Linked DNA regions of Mus musculus: regions 1, 2, 3, 5, 6 and 7 are each linked to region 4. A link is a contact called in public ChIA-PET, HiChIP or PLAC-seq and promoter capture Hi-C data. All regions are on one chromosome and are shown on one strand. Each heading gives the region's core, a stretch centred on a gene start, on an enhancer-like site or on the middle of the called end of the contact. The rest is flanking DNA. Distances are from core to core; before and after follow the strand shown.

Region 1 (2,700 bases), core at 2-2,501, 330 kb after region 4:
TGAAAAGGGAGTTCTGGATCCATCAGGTGGACTGGACCAGAACATAGTGAGCCAGTGTCACTGCTCTGAGACTTTGAGAGGAGAGATACTTGCTCCCCTCCTCAGCTCACCAGCTTCCCTCACAAAGATGGGGCTGAGCTCTACGTGGCTTGGTTAGGCTTCTCCAGGCTCATTCCCTGGTCTTTCTCTACCTAGCTGTCATTGATGTTCACCCTGCTCTGGAGAGTTTTCCCCCAAGGTGTGGGTCCAATGGCCACCAACTCCAGAGGTTCTCCCCGGATTCTTACCCACAGGCCTAAGTTGCTTTGTACATCCTCTGACCACTCTTAAACGTGCAAACTACAGCAAGCATTTACTCAAGTTAGCATTGGTCCCTAGCACACAGACATCTCAGTTCACTCACAGGTGTACCCAGGGTTTCCAGCTGCTCTGGCCACTCTAGGCAGCTGGATCCCTCAACACCACCCTTACCTCCCCACCTTCCAGAAGATGAGGAAACCGAGGCCCTGCTAAGTAGGCAATGGCCTGACAAGCCTCTTAGCTGAGGGCACCGGTTCCCCCAAGGGCCCACCGTTAACTCCATCACCACCGGATCTAAGCCAGATTCCAGGGTCGGAAAAGGTAGGGATGAGCCCCGAGGGTCCCTGGCGTTACTGCTGACGTCACTGGGCGTCCCGCCGAACAGAACCGCGACCCCTCCCCCAATATAGCTGAGCTGGGAGGAGCAGGACAGCAGGGGCTCTGGGCAGTCAGACCCCCAGGCCTTGGGAGGTCCGGGCCCTCTCGCTACGCGCCATCGCGTACCTCGCCCGTAGCCCAGCCGCTGGCGTAGCGCGCGGCCCGGGCGCACCAGGCTCCGGTGCACATACGTGAGCCACGCGGCGCAGGTGAGCAGCAGCAACAGCAGCAGCAGCTTCATCTGCTTGCGGACCTTCTTCACCGGGAACCACGGCATCGCGGCGCCACAATCAGGGGCGTCGCTGCGGCCCCCCGGCCCCGCCTGCCCCGCCCCACATCCCCCGGCCCACCCTGCTGCGCTTAGCGCCTGCAGCACCGCATGGTCCTTTGTCCGCTGCGGGGACTACGGGATTCGGCCACTACTCCCGGGCTGCTCAGGCCGCGGTCGGGGTGGGCGGCGGGAGCGGCTCCTTGAGGCGCTCCCCCGCCCGCCCCTCCCGGCTGCTCACGCTCCTCTGGACGCCGCGGGACCGAGCAGCATCCACGCTGCGGTGCTACCCAGCGTGAAACGGGACCGATGGTCGCGGTGCCCGAGCCAATCGGCCGCGGCCAGCCCGCGTACAACCAATCCGTGATGCTCGGAGGCGGGGTGGCGCGTTAGGGTGTGCCAATGATCCACACGACGCGCGCATTCACCTGGTGTTCGCCGGCCGCGCGCCCGGGGATGCGGGGGTTGTGGGGACCGAATCTGCGGTGAGGGACACCAGGGACGTCGGGGAGAGGGATGTAAGAGGTCGTTGTTACTGTGGAGGCCATGGCAGGGACGAGGGGTGCTGCGGGAATCCGGCTGCGTGTCTGGGAAAACGCTGGGAATAATGAGCACGCAGAGAAGGAGCTCAGCCTTCCTCTCAGTCGGACTAAAACGAGGCTGGGATGTTCTCGGCTAGCTGTAAGGAAGGACAGGTGGGTGGAGGGTGGTTCTATCCAGATAGCTTCAGTTGTGCACTCCATTCGCTTTCTAGCTGGTGCATCCCAGCCCTCCTGACTACCACCTCTCTCCCACCTTACCACCAGCCGCTTCTCTTTGAGGTTCCAGCCTAATGACCAGGGTACTTCAGTTGGTGTAGCAGAAGCTGCTGTGAGCCTGCAGAGCTCGTGGGTTAGGAATGGGGACTGGACATTTAAATAGTCTCCCTTCCTCCGTGATGCCATGGCCTTAAGTAGAAAGAAGCCATTGGAAGGAGATGGAATCTCTTAGAGACCTTCGCACCCTGGGTGGGTGTGCCCCAGTGGAGATGACTGGGCAACTTCCAGTGTCTGTTCTAAGGGGTGGCCTCCAGCTCAGTAGGCAAGGGAGCCTTCCCATACCACATGCACCACTGTGCTGTTTGCAAGGTGGCTTTGCTGGTTTTGTTTAGTTTGTGTTGTTTTGAGACAGTGTCTCACTGTGTAGCCTTAGTTGGCCTGGAGCTCTTAGACCGCTGCTTGCCTCTGCCTCCTGAGTGCTGGGATTCAAGGCATGTGTCACCACACCTGGCTTGCCTTTGTTTTTAACATTACCCCACCATCACTATGTATCCTTGGGACATAAAATCAAATTGGCCACATTTCTTTCTTTAAAAAAAAAACTTTTTAATTGTTTCTGTCGGGTTTTTTTGTTTTGTTTTGTTTTGTTTTAACTTTCTTCCAGGCATCAGCTGCTGTTCTCATCAGCTGGTTTCCTGTCCTGACTTTGTTTCTGATGCCTGCACTTGTTTATATCCTGAACATTGTCTCAGCACACACCAGCTTGTTGTAGCTACTTTTTCATCTTCCTAGTCATCCAGCTAAAAGACATCTTTACAACAGGAAGACTTGAGGGAGCAATAGAGAAGAACAAGAAGAAGAAAAGAGAGGGTCTCTGCTGTCTTATGTTTACTGGACAGAGGCAGAAAACAAATAATGTTTGTTGTTGTTCTGATTTGTTTTTGTTTTGTTTTGTTTTGGTTTGGTTTTGGTTTTTGAGGCAGGGTTTCTCTGTGT
Region 2 (2,700 bases), core at 141-2,640, 290 kb after region 4:
TCCTGCAGCTTCAGTTCCAGGAGCACGGATGTATAGACGACCTGGGGCAGGTGGAGAAATGCCACTTTCCAGGAGCCTGGACTAGGAATAAGTCCCCACCTCTACAGCTTGCCCCTATCCATAACAATGTGTATGTATGTGTTGAGGGAGGCTGTAAAATGGCCCATGTATATGTAGGATCCTGGATGGTCTACATATATGTTAATACATGAAGATCAAAGGAGGGCCTAGACTATATGTAGGTGTATATGGGCATCCTACGAAGCCCATGTGTATATGTTAACCACGGGAGACTTGTATATGTAGGGATCATTGAAATCCATGTATATTTAGGGTATTTATGAACGGCACAGATGTGCCTGTGGGGTTTGCTTCAACTTTCCTACGGTTCAGATTGGTACAGACCTGACTTGAGACTCTTGAATGACCCTAGTACCTATAGAACTGCAGGTTGCTCATAAAACCCCCATGCAGTAAAATTAGCCTAAATGCCATGGACCTCCTGGCTTCTGGGCCTCAGATCCTGCTCTGTGGCCTCCTGCTTTGTGGGAAGCCATGGACCTCCTGGCTTCTGGGCCTCAGATCCTGCTCTGTGGCCTCCTGCTTTGTGGGAAGCCTAGAGAGTAACTTCTGGATCCCCTCCCTCCCAGTTAACCTGGATCCGTACAGCGGCAAAACTTTTTACAAGCAAAATAAACCTGTGTGTATTGATTTCTGAGCCTCATGATGTAGATCCAGTTTCTAGAGATTATTTCTTCCCTGGGCTAGATTGAGATGGGATGAATTATGGCAGCCTGGGGCCACCTGGCTCTTCTTTGGTTTGCCTCATTGTCTTTGGTTTTTGTTTGGTTGGTTGGTTGGTTTTTCAAGACAGGGTTTCTCTCTATAGCCCTGGCTGTCCTGGAATTCACTTTGTAGACCAGGCTGGCCTCGAACTCAGAAATCCGCCTGCCTCTGCCTCCCGAGTGCTGGGATTAAAGGCATGCGTCACCACCGCCCGGCTTTGCCTCTTTGTCTAAGCGCGGGGCACCTTATGGAAGAAGGTTCTTCCAAATATCTGGGGTTTTGAGTGGCAAGAGAAGACACGGGGTCAGTTATGAGTGGGATGTGAATCAAGAAAGACTTTCTGGAGGAAAAGGAAGAGTTTGGGCTGGAGAGGCAAAACACCATGACAGTCAGCAGGGTGGCCCTTTGCGGGTTGCGCTGGTTGGGCTCCTTTGGTCAAACCAAACCCTGCCCCTAAGCCGGGAAGTTTGAAGATCCCGGGACGGAACTTCCTACACTCACCAGCACTAGCCTCAGGCTTAAAGCGGGACACTAGGTCCGCCCTAGCCCTGCCTGCGGGGCGGGGCTGCACCTGCCGCTGGGTCTGTCGCCGCTGCGCACCTCGGACAGGTAAACTGTCAGCTTCCGCGCGAGTCTCAGGTGGGTGGCAGTCGTGACTCAGACACGCGGAGGTGAGTAGAGGTCCTGGTTCCTGGAGCCGCTCCAGTTTTAGGGTTGAGGACCTGGGAGCACTTTGCTCCGAGGAGCCTTGGGGCCATGGTCCCGCAGGAAGTAGCTCTGAACCAGACGGGTTTCCCGCTCAGCCCGGAAGCTCGAGAGCACTGCGTCCAGTCCCCTTCTCTGGCCTTGCTCTTTTCATTCTGCCCAACATGGTCAATAGCTTCCTCTTGATTTAAGTGCAAGCCTGTAGAGGCGGGCGAGGGGTCGTAATACCTCGCCTTCGCTCCCAACAAACGTATCTCAAACCTAAGCAAGTCTAGGACACCTGAGCAGAGTGAGAGGCTGGCAGGGACCCGGGCTCGCGGGGACCCTAGCAGAGCCTTCGCCTCCTGTGAGCGCCAGCGTTCGGTGCGCGCCCAGACTAGCTGTCGGCGCGCTTCCGCTCTCCGTGCGCGTCCCCATCTTCTGCACGCGTGCCTGATAGGTCGGCTTGCCTCACCTGTTGAGTTCCGGGAAACAGGTCGTGCGCCACCCGCAGAAGACCAAGGGCAAGAAGTAGGAGCTGGATGAACTCGGGGAATTGGTCTCCTCGAGGCCTTTTATGCACACTCCTTTCTTTAAAGAAAGATATGTGGGGATCCAACACACACCAGAAACAGGGGCGGCGCAAGAGTAGCGCTGAGCAGCACCCAGGTGTCGAGATGCTGAGCAGCAAAAAACCGGATCCACAAGTGGGGAGCGGGCCTGGGGCTTCGAGCTCCGAAGCTCCAGAACACTCACTCATCTGATAGCACAGGATGCCCCTATAGCTCAAGGACTGTGCCTCCAGGACCTGGGCCTTCCAGGAACCTCAAAATACGGAGGCAATGCTGAGTGATCCGAGGGTCTAGGCTGGGATTTAAATTCTGAGGCCCTGGAGTGCCTTCAAAAGACTGCAGAGGCAAATATCTGAGGCCATCTGAGTTTTTATGCAAGAGTGGCCTGAGGCTGGGGTATGGGATAGAACAGTGGTTCTCAACCTTCCTTTAATACAGTTCTTGTTGTGGTGACTCCCAACCATAAAGTTATTTTTGTTGCTACTTCATAACTAATTTTGCTACTGTTATGAAGCTGCAACTCTTTAATCTTTAATACAATTCCCCATGTTGTGGTGACCCCCAACCATAAGGTTATTTTTTTTTCTTTTTTTTGGGGGGGGGGTTCGAGACAGGATTTCTCTGTGTATCCCTGGCTGTCCTGGAACTCACTTTGTAG
Region 3 (2,700 bases), core at 53-2,552, 380 kb after region 4:
AGCAGTTTTTTTTTTTTTTTTTTTAGATTTATTTTATTTCTATGACTACACTGTAGCTGTCTTCAGACACACCAGAAGAGGGCAAAGGATCCCATTACAAATGGTTGTGAGCCACCATGTGGTTGCTGGGAATTGAACTCAGGACCTCTGGAAGAGCAGTCAGTGCTCTTAATCACTGAGTCATCTCTCCAGCCCCAAGCACAGCAGCTTGAAGGAACCCAAAAGTCCAGGCTGCTAGGACAAGACATTCTATCCTTGGTGGCCTGGCCATGCTGAGATCTACTGGTCCTGGGGCTTCTGAGAACACAGTAAGAGCAGGTAGCCTAGCATCTGTGGTGTGAGGAGAGGGCCGGGGCCTGGGGGTGGGGACTGTTCCAGGAACATAATTTCTGTCATTCAGAGGAAACTGAAGAGCACATTCATAACTTGCTTTATCTCTTTCCGATCCTGTTTTGCCATCTTTCCGGCAGGGTGTACTGAGGCAAGAAAAAGAGATTGCAGTGTCAGAAAGGTCTCGGCCAACCAGGTGTTGCGAATTTCGTGGCCTCACTGGGTGTGGTCCAGACATATCCATCTTCCCCCAAACTCCAAGTCTTTTAGTAAAAGGATAAAGGTTGAGAAGGGAAAGTGGAATCACATGAATAAGTTAGTTAGCACTGCAAAGGCGCTGCCAAGTGTCTGAAATAAATAGTGCAGTCTCCCAGCCTGTGAGCAGAGCCCTGGCCTGAAAGGCACCGTACTGACCATCCATTGGTCCTGGCTCAACAGGGATGGCAGTGATTTGTAGCTTTCTCTGGCCCTGGTCTGAAGCAAGTCAGCCAGTAAGTGGACATGGGTTTCTGCAGAGAAGGCTCCTATCTTGAGGACTGACCTTCGGCACCCTGGAGATGGGATGGTAGAAGGCTTCAGGTTCCTGACTGGGGAAATAGCTGCTGTAGCTATTGGCCTGGGCTGGGGAGGTAGAGGACTAAGTCCTGAACTGGGATCTGGTATAGGAGGGTCTCCCGATTTTTGCCCTTCTTGAACCCTATCCTAGTGTGATTACCATTCAGTAATCTGTTTTCACTTCCCACTTCCCAGACAGTTCATTGGTTTACAAACAGGAACAGAAATTTTGGAGAAAGTAGAACTTTGAAGAGGCCACTGAGGAGGTGGTGGAGGCGGGGGCGGAGGTGGGGTGGGGAGGGTGTGTGGGGTATGAAGCAATCTTATGTAACCCCTCCCCATGCATGTGGATCTTACACCACAATGGTTCTATAAAAGTGCCTGTGACTCCACCACCCATATGAACTTCCTTGAAACAAGAGCTTCCTTGCTTCCTTTAAGCACAAAAACATGGTTAAGAGGGATCCTGACTCAGCTCCAGTGCCATCCACTGTGGTTTGCATCAACAGTGATGTTATCCAGCCGGATCACATTACCTGGTCTACATTTAACACAGTGTTCATGAATGGCTGCTGCCTGGGTTTCATTGCCTACATCTACTCGGTGAAGGTGAGTGTTGTAGAAGGTATGTATGTGGTTGTGGCTCCTCCTGCCCAGAGGACACCTGGGTCATGTACAGCTTTGTGTTTGTGTATGTGTGACACACCTTGGTGTCCTGAATGTACTTATGTGTTTGTATGTATAGACTGTGTAAGTAGCATATAGAATGTATATGTGGGTTGTATGTAGGAGACTCTCCTATGTAAGCAAAAGGAGAGAATGCCCAGGGATTCTGGGGTGAGACTGTCTCCACTCTAGTTTAGAGGGATTCATTCTGCTTACTGCTTAGTTTCTGGAATGCCCCTTCACCCTGCAGACTGGGGCACCAGGCTGGGTGCAAGTGAGACTTACAAAAAATGGTGCCCCATGGTGAGCTGAGCATACAGTTCTTGGGTCTGCTGAATGGTCTGAGTGTGTGAAAGGGAGAGGGGTCCCTGATATTAGGAAGGAGACTGCACTGAGCGGGAAGGACAATGGGGAAACTGAGGCAAAGCATCTGGCTCTTGATGACTTGCTCCAAGGCCACACTGATCTTTTCATCTCTTTCAGTCCAGGGACCGGAAGATGGTGGGCGACATGACTGGGGCCCAATCCCATGCTTCAACCGCCAAGATTCTGAACATCCTTGCTCTGGTCATCTCCCTCATCTTCTACATCATGCTTATCGTTTTATACAGCTTTAACTTACTAGGTAACCAAAGATAATAGAACCACTAGTTAGGTACTAACTAGTTAGTTAGCTAATTATTAATTAACTAAACTAGTACCGAATTTAGTATCTTTAGTACCTATTAGATACTAAGGGTGGGACTCCATGCACTGTCAAAGTCAATGGACTACTAAATTCTTCCATGCACTGTCTTCGTGAAGAAAGCATTCATGTGCTCTGCCCCTCAGAGTTGCCCCTTATCCTGGCCAGAGGCCCTAACCTGTCACTCTACCCTCCTGTAAATGTTTATCCTCATGCATATGTTCACAGTGGATTCAATAAAGTGCACGTGGTAGCGATTGTGGTGAGACTTCCTATCCCCTGACTGCTCCCTACTGAGCTTACTCAGAGTTTCCCTGGCTTTCTCCTTGTTGAAGAGGTAGGGGTGTGGATGGGGTGGGTGTGGATGGGTGTATAGTGCAGGGCATCCACAGATAAGTAGGATTCTGGCCTCAGGATGGAGACAGCAGCTGACAAGCATCCTGAATAGTGTTCTCTTTTACCTA
Region 4 (2,700 bases), core at 191-2,690:
CTTCAAACAAATAAACACCAAAAGAAACCTTTACCATCTGACAAAAAAAAAAAAAAGACTTTGAATAAATAAAGTATATAAAATAGATTTTGAATCTGACAATGTTTATAATTATTTGTTTTAAGCCACACTGTCAATGAATGTGCTCTTTGGCTCTTTGTTGTTGTTTGAGACAGGCTCTTACTATGTAGCTCAGGCTAGCCTGGAACCATGTAGCCCAGGCTGGCCTCCAACTCATAAAGATGTGCCTGCCTCTGCCTCCCAAATGCAGGTGTGAGCTACCATGCCTGTCTCTTGCTCTCTTCACAAACATTAGCCGGTAAACTCTGCACTACACACACAGTGGAAAAACCTTAGGACTCCCAGATGGATTTCTGGAAGCTGACGAACACAGCTTGTGTCAGACGGGTTTGCTATTAGACCCACATCAAGTCTGTCCTTTATAGCTAAGCAGCCCAAATATGCCTAATCACTCTCTGCGACTCTCTGAGAGATAAACAATGCACTTACTCATGAGGAATTAAAGCCTGTTTCTCAAGTCACCGTGAGAAAGCAGAAAAGAGCAGAAGTGCTTTTGTACTGAGCTCACACGGAGCATTTCCTGAAAGTCTTTCTCACAGCACATGTGAGATCACCTCCACCACCCTCCAAGGATGAGAGCAAGACTAACAGCACAAGTCTTTCCACCTGTTTTCCGCGTCCCTACCAAGTCCAGGAAAATCTGAGTACTGGAGCTGCGCATGGTGGCACTGCCTGATCCAGCACTAAGGCTAAGATAGAAGGATTACCAGGAGTTCCAGAACAGCCTGTGGCTACACTGTGAGACCCAGTCTCAAAAGAGAAGGAAGTATGACAATGATAACCATTTGATTTAGTGTGTGCAACTGGTCTGACTCCAGCCATGCTGTGTACTGCCCATAGAGAGTAACCAGCTGCATGTGGAAAACCAGTGCAACAGGCTGCAAAAAGCAGATGGTGTCCAGTCTTGCAGACTGCACTGGCTCCAAAGTTGAGCCTGTGTCATCGTAGGGAATTGGGAGTAGGGGTGGGGGCACCCCGGGTCAGGGAGACTTTCTCGGACTACCTCTACCCACCGAGGCTTCGCGCCGGGCTCCCAGGGTCACCAATAGCCCAGGAGCTATTGATCCTTGAAGGTTCCGCAAACTCACCAATCCCAGCTCCAGCGCCCGCGAGGCCCCGCCCCTGACACCCACACCGGTGCTGGTTCCAAAATTGGGGGCGCAGCAGCTTAAATAGGGCGCATGCACCGCGTCCTCTTACCATTGAAATCACCCGTGTCGGCCACCACGGTGGTGAACTGCTTGAGCTGGTCCAAGGCGGACTCCATCCTCTGGCGCTTTACCGGGGACCCCGACATGGCGAAACGCGAACAGCTGAGGCGGTAGCCGGTGCGTGCTAACCCACAATGCCCCGCGCGTCCTGGCCAATCAAAGCAAAGCTAAATGAAGCCTGACGACGAGCCCCGCCCATGTACTTGGAGACCTTGCCATAGACCACGCCCCGTGTCACGGTCGGAGTTCTCTTCCCCAGTAGCGAGTGGTTAGTTTCTACCAGTCCAAGGAGAGTGGATTCTTTGTACCCCTCTAGAGCTCGGATGCGTAGAATGAACAGACAACGGATTCTACTGAGACGCGCGCTCAGTAAGCCTCAGACCCCACGGACTACGGATGGATGGGTGGCAGCGCTCTCGCTCCACACCCATGCTAATCCTTGAGCGGGTCCTTGCCTCCAACTGTGCATTCCCTACAGGGGCTTCAGAAGTGCACCCTTTCTCCAGCTGTGGGACTCCCCTACTCCCAGTTTAGGGACTGGGAGCTGCGCCCTCTCTGCTGATCGCGATAAGTCAAGCTCGGTGCAGCCCCTGCTTACAGGCAGACAAGCTAAAGCACAGTCTGAGAATCAATACAGGTGTATGGCCCCATGGGCGACTTCTGGCAAAGCCACCAGTTTCCGCTTCCCAGATGGAGTGGTTCTGGTGTTGCCTTAAGCTGCTGGGTGATCCTTCCCTTGCCCATGATTTTGCATCTCCCCTGGCTGGAAGTCTGTCTGGAATAAGCAGCAGTTTGAGAAAGTTGAGATGGGGAATTGAATCTTCAGTCATGAATAAAAATAGTAAGGGCAGTTTCTTTTACAGTGTTCCCATTATTGATTTGCAGTTCTTTGAATATGCTGGCTCAAGCTATTACACATATATGTGTATGCCGGATATTTTCTGTTAATATTTTGTTTACCACTCGTCTTAGTTTGCTTTCTATTGCTGTGATAAACACCACCACCCAAAGCAACTAGGCGAGGTTGATTGTACCTTACCCTCCCAAGTAACAATCTATCACTCAAGGACTGCAAGAAAGGCGCCTGGAGAAAACTTCTCACCGGCTTGCCTCCCTTGGTTTGCACAGCCTCCTTTCTTTACAGCCCTGAACTTCCAGGACCACCTGCTCAGGGATGGCACCACTCACCGTGGTGCTATGGGCTTTCCCTTATCAATCATTAATCTTAAAATTAATTTTTTCTTAAAAACGGAGCCAGGCAAGGTGGTACAGACCTTTAATCCCAGCATTCTGGAGGCAGTGGCAGGTGGATTCAAGGCCAGCCTGGTTTACATAGGGAGCTCCAGACTCGCCAAAGGGAAAAAGCCTTGCCGACTGACTTGCTAATCTTGAGGACAGAGGCATTCTC
Region 5 (2,912 bases), core at 64-2,563, 310 kb after region 4:
CACACCCCAGCCTGGGGACCTTACGCCCACCCTCAAATTACTATCCTCCTCCCCCTAATTGGCAGGGTAGCCAAGTGATAATTAACCCCTCCGTGTACCCTCCCCCACCCCATGACCCCTGGGCATCAACTTGGCTCCAGAAAGACTTAGGCTCAGATTTTAGGCAGCAATCCAGCTCCTGACCTGCCCTTCTGCCAGACAACCCTCTCCTTCTGGCCAGACATCATGGGACCACTGAGAACTGAGGGCTGGACCTCCGAACAGAGGTTCATTGTACTGGCTAAATTTAATTCCTGTTGTTGTAGCCTGGCAGGTATGGAAAGGATGTTTCTGGAGTGACTGCCTTGAGCCCAGCCTGTCTGAGTGACCCTCTAACACACACAAAGACACAGACACAGACACACACACACACACACACACACACACACACACTGCCCCTGAGGAGTACCCTTTGGGCTATTCTCATGAAGTGTATCTGGGTCACTCCTGGTAGGCCCAGTTCTGCAATTCCTCAGGGAGCCCCTGCTCCAGACAGACCTGGGCTCTATCCAGGATCACCCCTCTCTCACATGCTGTTACCATTTGGTCAGGAGGCACTCTGGCCTCTCTGAGACCTCAAGTATGCCTGTGTTCTGTGGTGCTGGGAGGGAATGTGTTTGGGGGTTTGCCGACAGGTGGGCCTGGCTGCTCACCTTGTGCCTCCAAGTCTTTCCAACTTAGGGAGTGGGTAGGCCCAGCCCCAGGACCCCTGTCCCGGCTGGGGAAGGAGAGATGCCCCACCCAGGCTACTCCCTATGCCTGCTGGGGCGGGGCAGTGACTCAGAACAGGCCTCTGTAAGGTGAGTCAAAGCCTGAACCCCGAGCTTGGACGGCTTCTGCCCCTGGCACCACCACTCCTGCCCTGGCCACCTCCACCGGCCACTGTCACCACTACCAACTTCATTACCCTCTGTCGCCTACCATACCCAAAGTTGGCCTACCTCTGGCGCTCTCCGCGGAGCCATCAAGCTCAGCAGACCCATTGTGCCGCGACTGCTGGCCCAGCTGCAGGAGGCGGGCTCGGACTTGCTCCTGGACTCTGGCAGCTCTAAGTCGATCAGCCTCCGGTCCCTCCGCACCCCGGCGATCCAGCTGTAGGTCCGAAGGCAGAGCCAGGGAGCAAACACCAGTCTCAGGCTGCAGGGCAGACAGCAGGAAGTTACCTTCCTGCATAGTGACAGGGGCGACTAGCCAGCCCACCTGTCCTGGGCCTCTCCCGGTCTTGTCCCTCGAGGCCCGGTTCCAGAGTCTCTTCCTGGCTGGCTCTCATAGACAGACGCCCGCCCGCCCGCCCAGCCCAGAGCTTGGCTGGGGGCGGGGACACCTGGGCCAGGTGGGAGGGAGGGGCCTCTGCCTGCTTAAGGTGGAATTTGGGCGGAAGAACTGGCCCTGCGTGTCCTCAAGTCGCCTGGCCTTCCCTTTCCTCCTGTCCCAGGGCCACAGGAACGTGGGTTCTACTTGCTCTCAGTCTTCCAAGTCCAGACCAAACCCCATGGGTGCCAGCGTTCTCAGTTTGAGAGTAGGGCAGGGAGCCTGTGGGAGCCTGTCACTACAAGCCATATGAGAAGGAATGTCCCAGCCTGGGGGGTTGGGAGCTCTAGAGTACCAAAGACCAAGCAGCTTCCAAGACAGCTGGACCCAGGCTTGTTGAGGTCCCAGCAGGGTTGGCATCCAGACACAGTTTCAGGTTTACAGAGTCCGGATAGAGGATAAAGAACTTGAGTGCTAGAGTTTTAGGGTCAAGAGCAGTACCATGATGGCCCTAAACCTGGGCCTGACAACTCAATAAGAGAGCCCAGTGAGGTAGACATATGTCCACCCCCTGACCTGCGAATCTGGAAACTCACCCCAGCCTCTACCTGTACAGAGGCTTCAGAAGGGCTGCTTGGCCCTCTCTGGCATCTCTCCCCAGCTTCTGCCCCCCAGGCCTGGGGTGGGAGGCCCCGTTCCCAACATCTGAGTCATGGCTGGCAGGCGGGGCTGCCCCAGGGGGTTGACTCAGAGGGGCCTAGGCTCATGTCAGCACCTGCCAGGCTGGGGGGCCAGGAGGTTTGGGGGGAGAGCTGGGCTAGAGAAAGCGGGGAGACTGGAAGTGAGGGGCACCAAAGCTTGTTCCTAGAAGGTCTCCCAAGCACCCCTGTCAGGTAGGCTAGCATGCTGTGAGTTAGGCCGGCCATCTAGGTAGATTGGGAAGGTTAAAAGACAAAACTAGGAAAGTTGGCGTATGGGAACAAGTTGCCTCACGTTCCCTGGGACTTCCCTTAAGTATTCCTGGGTCTCTATCCTAAGGGCTGTACTTTTCTAAAATCTAGTCCCTGGGCTCAGCCTGAGCTCTCTGTCCCACACCAGGCCCTTTAAGAGTCCTGGACTCTTAAAGACATTAACAGAGGGTGACTAGGCGCAGAGTCCTGGAAACGGAGAGTGCTCAGAGAATGACAGCATCCAGGACAGGATCAGGATGAGTAGGAAGGGCTAGAGGATGGGAGTCAGAGGTCAGAGGTCAGAGATTGCTGGGGAGAGAGCACCGAGGGTGAAGCCCCCTACCCCCAGGATAGAATCTGGCGGGGATCTACTGGTTGTGGCTGGAGGCAGGGGCTGGGCAACCTACCTTGCCGCTGGTCTGGCCCCCACTGGCTCCCTGGCTCATTCTGGAGGTCCCTGCTGTAGGACAATTCCTTCTGGGCTCCATCCGGGTCCGAGATCCTGCGGTGGGCTCCATCAGGGCCCAGCTTCTGTGGGCAACAGCCTCTGTTTGGAGATGGTACCGTGGGGGCACCCGAGGGTGGGGTGGGAACGTTGCACACCCATCTCATCAGACCGGTTGCTTCCCTGGGAGACGTGTTTCGTGTGGAAAAATCCTGGGAGACAAGTTT
Region 6 (2,700 bases), core at 105-2,604, 410 kb after region 4:
TCCTGAGAGGGGCATGTCTAGGAGATGCTGGCTACTGAAGGATGAGTGGTTTCATCCAGTCTGAGATAAAGGAAAGTGGTTTCTAGCTTTCTGAAAAACAACTCCGGTAGCTTTTGCTACCTCACCAGTTCGCACAGTAACCAAGTCAGAGGTGTTGCCTGTGGCAAAGCTGAGGGTGAGGGCAAATGACCTCTAACTCCTTGATAAAAGTCAGTGGAGGGCTGGTGAGATGGCTCAGTGGGTAAGAGCACCCGACTGCTCTTCCGAAGGTCTGAAGTTCAAATCCCAGCAACCACATGGTGGCTCACAACCACCCGTAATGAGATCTGATGCCCTCTTCTGGTGTGTCTGAAGACAGCTACAGTGTACTTACATATAATAAATAAATAAATAAAATAAATCTTTAAAAAAAAAAAAAAAGTCAGTGGAGCCCCTCGGTTCTTGCAGCGTCCCCAGTTGCAGCTAGGTATTTCATGGTACGTTCTAGCAACTCTGGTTAGCACTGAGCGTCTCATCCTGCTAGTGTTTTTGCTTGTTAGAGACCGGATCAATCAATTCACTCGCCTTCACACATACTCATCAGCTCAGGGAGGCACAGATCTGTGGACCAGGACAGTCTGCTGTTGGTGACAAAGCCCTGTCCAGAGCCAACCATGGAACTAGACTTGCTGATCGATGCTTGCACCAGTTAGCCCATAGATTGGTCGGTACATGATGGATAAAACTGCGGCTCTTTTGTAAGAAGCTTCAAGCTCAGTGTTGGCTGTCCTCTCAGCACCGCACATGGCTTCCCCTAGCTATCCTGGTTTATAAATCTCCTCTGCCACCTGACCGATGACGGTCTGTCTCCATTATGTCTCACTCTATCCAGATGCCTTCATCATGACCTCCACTGTGTCTGAGAGTGTTCCCAGTCACAGCTCTCTCTGTTCTCCTGCACATGGTGCCAGTGCCCTGGAACAAGACAAGTCCTTTTCTAGATGCTTTCTCACTCTCTAGGGAAGTCTGTACAGGGCTTTCTAGAGCTGGAGATAGGGACTCTGGCAAACTTCTCTGGAGTGATGGAGTCAGAACAGTTCCAACGAATGCTGCTGTCACTTGATGAGACCCATGACTCAAGAGAGTAATGGGTAAGGAAGGAGCCTTTTGTTTTGGCCAAGAACCCAAAAGTGAACCATTCCCGGCAAATTAACCTCTTGAGTCTGGAGCTTCAAGTTACAAATATAGGGAAGGAAAAGTGATAGCGTGAGGTGGGCTAACGGGGCAAATATGCAGTCATCTCCGGTCAGAGACAAAGATCTCCCCAGACAATAGAGGCCTTCTTCTCCTTCTGGGTGTTTGTGGTTTGGGTGTTTGTGGTCATGCTAGCTTGTGGCAATCTTTAACGTAAAGGGTGGAGTGAGTAACTGTGCAAGTCTAGGCTACACTGACCAACATTACAATCTTTTTTTTTTTTTTTAGACAGGGTTTCTCTGTGTAGCCCTGGCTGTCTACAACCAGGCTGGCCTCGAACTCAGAAATCTGTCTGCCTCTGCCTCCCGCGTGCTGGGATTAAAGGCGTGCACCACCACTACCCAGCTCTGTTTTCTTTCTTTCTTTCTTTCTTTCTTTCTTTCTTTCTTTCTTTCTTTCTTTCTTTCTTCCTTCCTTCCTTCCTTCCTTCCTTTCTCTCTCTCTCTCTCTCTCTCTCTCTCTCTCTCCCTCCCTCCCTCCCTCCCTTTCTTCCTTTCTTCCTTTCTTTCTTTCTTTCTTTCTTTCTTTCTTTCTTTCTCTCTTTCTCTCTTTCTCTCTTTCTTTCTTCCTCTCTCTCCCATCCTTCTTTCCTTCCTTCCTTCCTTCCTTCCTTCCTTCCTTCCTTCCTTCCTTCCTTCCGTCTTTCTTTTCTTAAAAACAGGATTTCTCTACATAGCCTTGGTTGTCTTGGAATTTACAGAGATCTGCCTGCCTTTGTCTCTGGGTGCTGGGATTAAAGGCCTGGGTGCCTACACTCTGGGTTGCATTACAATGTTTCTTGATGATCTGCCACACACACTCCAGTGAAGTCTGCTTGACAGGCTGAGAAGCCTGGGAGCACTCACGAGGCATAGAGTTTCAAAAGGAATTCACCTCCTGGAACCTTGGCATTCTCATTAACCCATATACTCATACCCTATCCCTGTGTTAGTCTGGTGTATGGACCCACATGCTCTCTTTTAGTATTATTTTATTATAAGTGCCTTTTAAGATTGAATTCTGACATAGCTAAGCCTTCGCCAGTGTTCCAACATCCTAGAAAGTCCTTGAGCTGATCATGGGCTTGGAATTCAGTAAGAATGTTGCCTAATTAGTGACATTCAGAATTGCCTCTAGTACTACACTATCACTTACAATAAAAGCCAAGTTGCTCCCATATACAGGAATTTACAATGGTTTAGGAAGTAGACCAGGCTGTGGTTTTAGAATATTGCATTATTCATGAGATCGTTAGCTAGAGCAGAACTCCCTAATTAGAACCATAACTTGGGTATGAAAGCCCTTGACCTAGGAGTGTAAAGACCTCACACCTGGCTTCTGAGACTATAGCTGACCTTAGATAGGGCTGACTTTGTCTCAGTTGTTTTATTGCCCAGTTCCTGCCAGTCTTTGTGTTTACATTCCTCTGTTTTGTGTAAGAGTCTTTAAGCATCTGGTAACCTCATTTGTACCTTGCTGATGTGTCAC
Region 7 (2,700 bases), core at 30-2,529, 510 kb after region 4:
TTGGTTGTGACTTTAGAATTCTACAGCTATATTTTGAACTCCATTCTCTCTTACTTATTAGCTGAATACCTCACAGAATAGAAAACTGATATTCAATCTTATCTGTCAATAGGAAGGATGAAATAAGCCAATACTTTAAAAAAGCCAATATATGAACCTTTAGGACACCGAAATAGCATACTTCATACCAAGACTAAAGGATAATATTTAATAATAGAGATAAAAGTGTTTTGAAAAACACAAAATGTTACACCATATATAGGCAGGTACATACTAAACACTGAAAAATTTCTCTTGAAATCACTAAGAGTTTTAACTGCTGGACATTGTCATGTGGAAAGGTTCTGAGGAAGAGGTGTTTTTTCATAGGCAAATTCTTATATCAAAGTCAGCAATTCGTAATTGTTCTTATCAAAGCTGGTAAGGCTGGAACGCAGGGAGTCTAGATACAGAACCCTGTTAACAGCTCTGCTCCTAAGGCTATCTCGACCCCTTTCCTCCACATCCCTGACCCTCCGGACTGATCAGAGCCCCTGGCCCTCCCACAGTCCTCTCCCTCCCGCCCCAGCCTCGGAGCTCACTTCTTCGTGTACAGCTCTTCCAAACGGTGCCAAACGGCAGCCTGGCCCGGCCCGGAGCTCTGACTCTGCTGTAAGAAGGCCGGCACATCCTTCATGATTGCAGAGAGCTGGGAACAACACAAGCACTAAGCAGTCAGAACCGGCAGGGATGGCGCACGGAAGTGCTCGCTCACTTCCGGCACCGCGGGCGCGCGGGGCATGCTGGGAGCGTCCCACTAGCCTCACGGGTTGCGGTCGTCAAGGTAACCGCGTTCTTGACTTCCGCTAAACTTCTCCCGGGTTTCTGGCCCTGCCCTTGAGGCATTAAAGAGTAGAGGTGCCTGGGGACAGCTAGCCACTGACTGGTCACGTAGCCTCAAGCCTGCAGACTTGGGTCCTCTGAAACCGGATGGCGTTTGGCGAGGACTAGGTGTGATGCAAATCGCTCAGAGAGCATTAGTTATCACCCGCCTACTCAAGGAGGTCGAGAGCGGCGTAAAACGATGAAATCTCCCGGTTTGGCTTCCCAACCAATAAGTCAGAGTCCCACAGAGGGAGAAGCTGCCAGCACCAGGCATAAACACAGCCTTCCACACTTCGGGTTATCGTGCGGGGGCTGGGCTGGGCTCGGCCGAGGGAAGGCGCCGGAGGGCGGCACTTGGCCAGAGGGGGGGCGGGAGTAAGAGTGCCGAGAGGGCGGGGCTTGGCTCACGGGGGCGGGGATTCGGATGGCGCTTGACCCTCTAGGCGCCGTCGTCCTGCAGAGCATCATGGCGCTAAGCGGTCGACTGGCATTGGCCGCGCTCAGACTGTGGGGTCCGGGAGGTGAGCCACGGCAGGGGAGACACGGGATCTCGCAGATAGGCTATCAGCGGCGTTTTAGGGGCGGGTAGCTGGAAGCAATTGTGGGAGTAAGGACCCGGCAGGCGCGCCCTTCTACAAGGTTTTGCTGACCGGCCATCACTACCTTCTCCTTAAAGGTGTTTTTCTATGTAACTATTGCAGCACAGTCTTTGAAATATTTTATAGAAGTTCGTTGTATGGATGTCTTATAATTTATATCACCATTTCCTTATTGAATACTTTCTAATCTTGAATTATTACAAATAACGTGATAAATAAACGTGTTTGCACCCCATTTGGACCACAAATTCTCAGTAGACAGCCTTGGGTAAGGTTACGTGGTTTGTATTATTTTGAGACTGGTCTCTTGTTCAAACTGGCCTTCAGCTGGCTGTGTGAAGGAGGATGACCTTGAACTCCGGATCCACCTTGCTTCCACCTCCCTCCAAGCGTCGGAGACTACAGTCACATGCCACCACATCCAGCTGTTACTTGTGTTTTAATTGTCCCCCATAAAGGTTGTGAAACTAAAAATTTTTACCAACAGTCATACTGTCTGCAAAATAGTAACATGTCTCATAGAGTCCTGAGAGTGATCAATAATAGGGATATTTTCAGTTTGAAATAAGTGAGTATATTAAGTTAGAGAGAAATCATCACACTGCATATTCAAAAAAAAAAAAAAAAGTCAGCAGACGTCTATTGGCTATCTTTAAGGTAGCTCGGTGGAACTCCCAGTAAAGAGTCCTTGCCAGAACAGAGTGACCCTTTCAGTGAGGTTTTTAGTAAAGCAACAGATGGAAGTAATATCAAATTGGACACTTGCTACATCTAACAGAAACTGGCAGAGAAAGTTGAGATAGTCATTTGGAGCTCCCAGGTGGGCTGTCCCTCTGTCTGAGCTGCGGGATTTCCTTCCTACTGGAGGGCACATTCTTTTTCTTGCAGATACTTTCCTATACTGGGATAAACTATAGTGACTTCCACTGGAAACCGTTTCCCTTCTGTTCTCAAGGGCACAAGTGTTTTCACTCTTGGGCTGTTTTGCTGTTCTCTCTCTGTCCTTTTACATAGTTAGGGGAGCCAGCCCTCCAGACTTTGGACTTTGAGACAAACATGGGTCTGGCATGAGGGAAGGGGTTGTCGGCCTTGTTTCCAAAGCCATCTTCTCAGTGAGCTCAAATGACGCAAGACAATTTATCAATATAATGTACAAATTTGGACTTTTTTTTTTTGTCTGTGCTGAGTAACAAACTCAGGCTTTGCAATTGTCTGATAGGCTAACATGGCACCACTG

What was found. Promoter capture Hi-C pulls out the DNA fragments that hold promoters and counts their contacts. ChIA-PET counts read pairs in DNA pulled down with a chosen protein or histone mark. HiChIP or PLAC-seq counts read pairs in DNA pulled down with a chosen protein or histone mark. Capture Hi-C pulls out chosen DNA fragments and counts their contacts.
Region 1: a contact with region 4 is called in an H3K4me3 HiChIP or PLAC-seq map of embryonic stem cells, with 13 read pairs. The contact joins the promoter of B4galnt4 here to the promoter of Taldo1 in region 4. A contact is called at or near these places in 4 of 115 datasets of contacts at active chromatin or transcription factors (effector CD8 T cells, embryonic stem cells, pancreatic cancer cells and 1 more) and 1 of 9 other capture datasets (liver).
Region 2: an RNA polymerase II ChIA-PET map of memory CD8 T cells shows a contact between it and region 4, with 36 read pairs. The contact joins the promoter of Sigirr here to the promoter of Taldo1 in region 4. A contact is called at or near these places in 8 of 39 promoter capture datasets (the C10 cell line, the HPC-7 cell line, embryonic stem cells and 4 more), 1 of 484 Hi-C or Micro-C datasets (cortical neurons), 5 of 115 datasets of contacts at active chromatin or transcription factors (embryonic stem cells, large pre-B cells, memory CD8 T cells and 2 more) and 3 of 9 other capture datasets (adipose tissue, liver and pancreatic islet).
Region 3: a contact with region 4 is called in a promoter capture Hi-C map of the HPC-7 cell line. The contact joins the promoter of Ifitm6 here to the promoter of Taldo1 in region 4. A contact is called at or near these places in 8 of 39 promoter capture datasets (the C10 cell line, the HPC-7 cell line, embryonic stem cells and 3 more), 1 of 115 datasets of contacts at active chromatin or transcription factors (bone marrow-derived dendritic cells) and 1 of 9 other capture datasets (liver).
Region 5: a contact with region 4 is called in a promoter capture Hi-C map of pancreatic islet. The contact joins the promoter of Pkp3 here to the promoter of Taldo1 in region 4. A contact is called at or near these places in 3 of 39 promoter capture datasets (hippocampal neurons, liver and pre-B cells), 4 of 115 datasets of contacts at active chromatin or transcription factors (memory CD8 T cells, microglia, pancreatic cancer cells and 1 more) and 4 of 9 other capture datasets (adipose tissue, embryonic stem cells, liver and 1 more).
Region 6: a contact with region 4 is called in a FOXA1 HiChIP or PLAC-seq map of pancreatic cancer cells. The contact joins the enhancer-like site here to the promoter of Taldo1 in region 4. A contact is called at or near these places in 1 of 39 promoter capture datasets (liver) and 4 of 115 datasets of contacts at active chromatin or transcription factors (bone marrow-derived dendritic cells, embryonic stem cells, microglia and 1 more).
Region 7: a contact with region 4 is called in a promoter capture Hi-C map of adipose tissue. The contact joins the promoter of Sirt3 here to the promoter of Taldo1 in region 4. A contact is called at or near these places in 6 of 39 promoter capture datasets (the C10 cell line, the HPC-7 cell line, hippocampal neurons and 2 more), 4 of 115 datasets of contacts at active chromatin or transcription factors (embryonic stem cells, large pre-B cells, pancreatic cancer cells and 1 more) and 2 of 9 other capture datasets (adipose tissue and liver).

What each region holds. Positions count from the first base shown.
Region 1 is chr7:141,059,529-141,062,228 of GRCm38.p6, reverse strand. B4galnt4 (beta-1,4-N-acetyl-galactosaminyl transferase 4) reads right to left here and starts at 1,251. Exons shown (of 20, transcript NM_177897.4): 1 at 805-1,251. The coding sequence starts at 955. Gm39114 (a long non-coding RNA gene) reads left to right here and starts at 1,190. Exons shown (of 2, transcript XR_881000.2): 1 at 1,190-1,431.
Region 2 is chr7:141,099,236-141,101,935 of GRCm38.p6, reverse strand. Sigirr (single immunoglobulin and toll-interleukin 1 receptor (TIR) domain) reads left to right here and starts at 1,390. Exons shown (of 10, transcript NM_001355055.1): 1 at 1,390-1,457. Ano9 (anoctamin 9) reads left to right here. Exons shown (of 24, transcript NM_178381.3): 24 at 9-717. The coding sequence ends at 36.
Region 3 is chr7:141,015,494-141,018,193 of GRCm38.p6, reverse strand. It overlaps Ifitm6 (interferon induced transmembrane protein 6), which reads left to right and starts at 1,302. Exons shown (of 2, transcript NM_001033632.1): 1 at 1,302-1,494; 2 at 2,035-2,382. The coding sequence starts at 1,336. The coding sequence ends at 2,190.
Region 4 is chr7:141,390,900-141,393,599 of GRCm38.p6, reverse strand. It overlaps Taldo1 (transaldolase 1), which reads right to left and starts at 1,440. Exons shown (of 8, transcript NM_011528.4): 1 at 1,282-1,440. The coding sequence starts at 1,378.
Region 5 is chr7:141,078,170-141,081,081 of GRCm38.p6, reverse strand. Pkp3 (plakophilin 3) reads right to left here and starts at 1,313. Exons shown (of 13, transcript NM_019762.2): 1 at 981-1,313. The coding sequence starts at 1,212.
Region 6 is chr7:140,980,560-140,983,259 of GRCm38.p6, reverse strand. No RefSeq gene overlaps it. Among named protein-coding and RNA genes, the nearest start is that of Ifitm1, 14 kb to the right of the region's middle. Within about 2 kb of position 1,354, at least 81 of the 459 cell types and tissues checked have an H3K27ac peak or open chromatin away from gene starts, as enhancers often do. A contact at or near this core is called in bone marrow-derived dendritic cells and pancreatic cancer cells, where this site is marked.
Region 7 is chr7:140,880,448-140,883,147 of GRCm38.p6, reverse strand. Sirt3 (sirtuin 3) reads left to right here and starts at 1,279. Exons shown (of 7, transcript NM_001127351.1): 1 at 1,279-1,385. It overlaps Psmd13 (proteasome (prosome, macropain) 26S subunit, non-ATPase, 13), which reads right to left and starts at 754. Exons shown (of 13, transcript NM_011875.4): 1 at 582-754. The coding sequence starts at 676.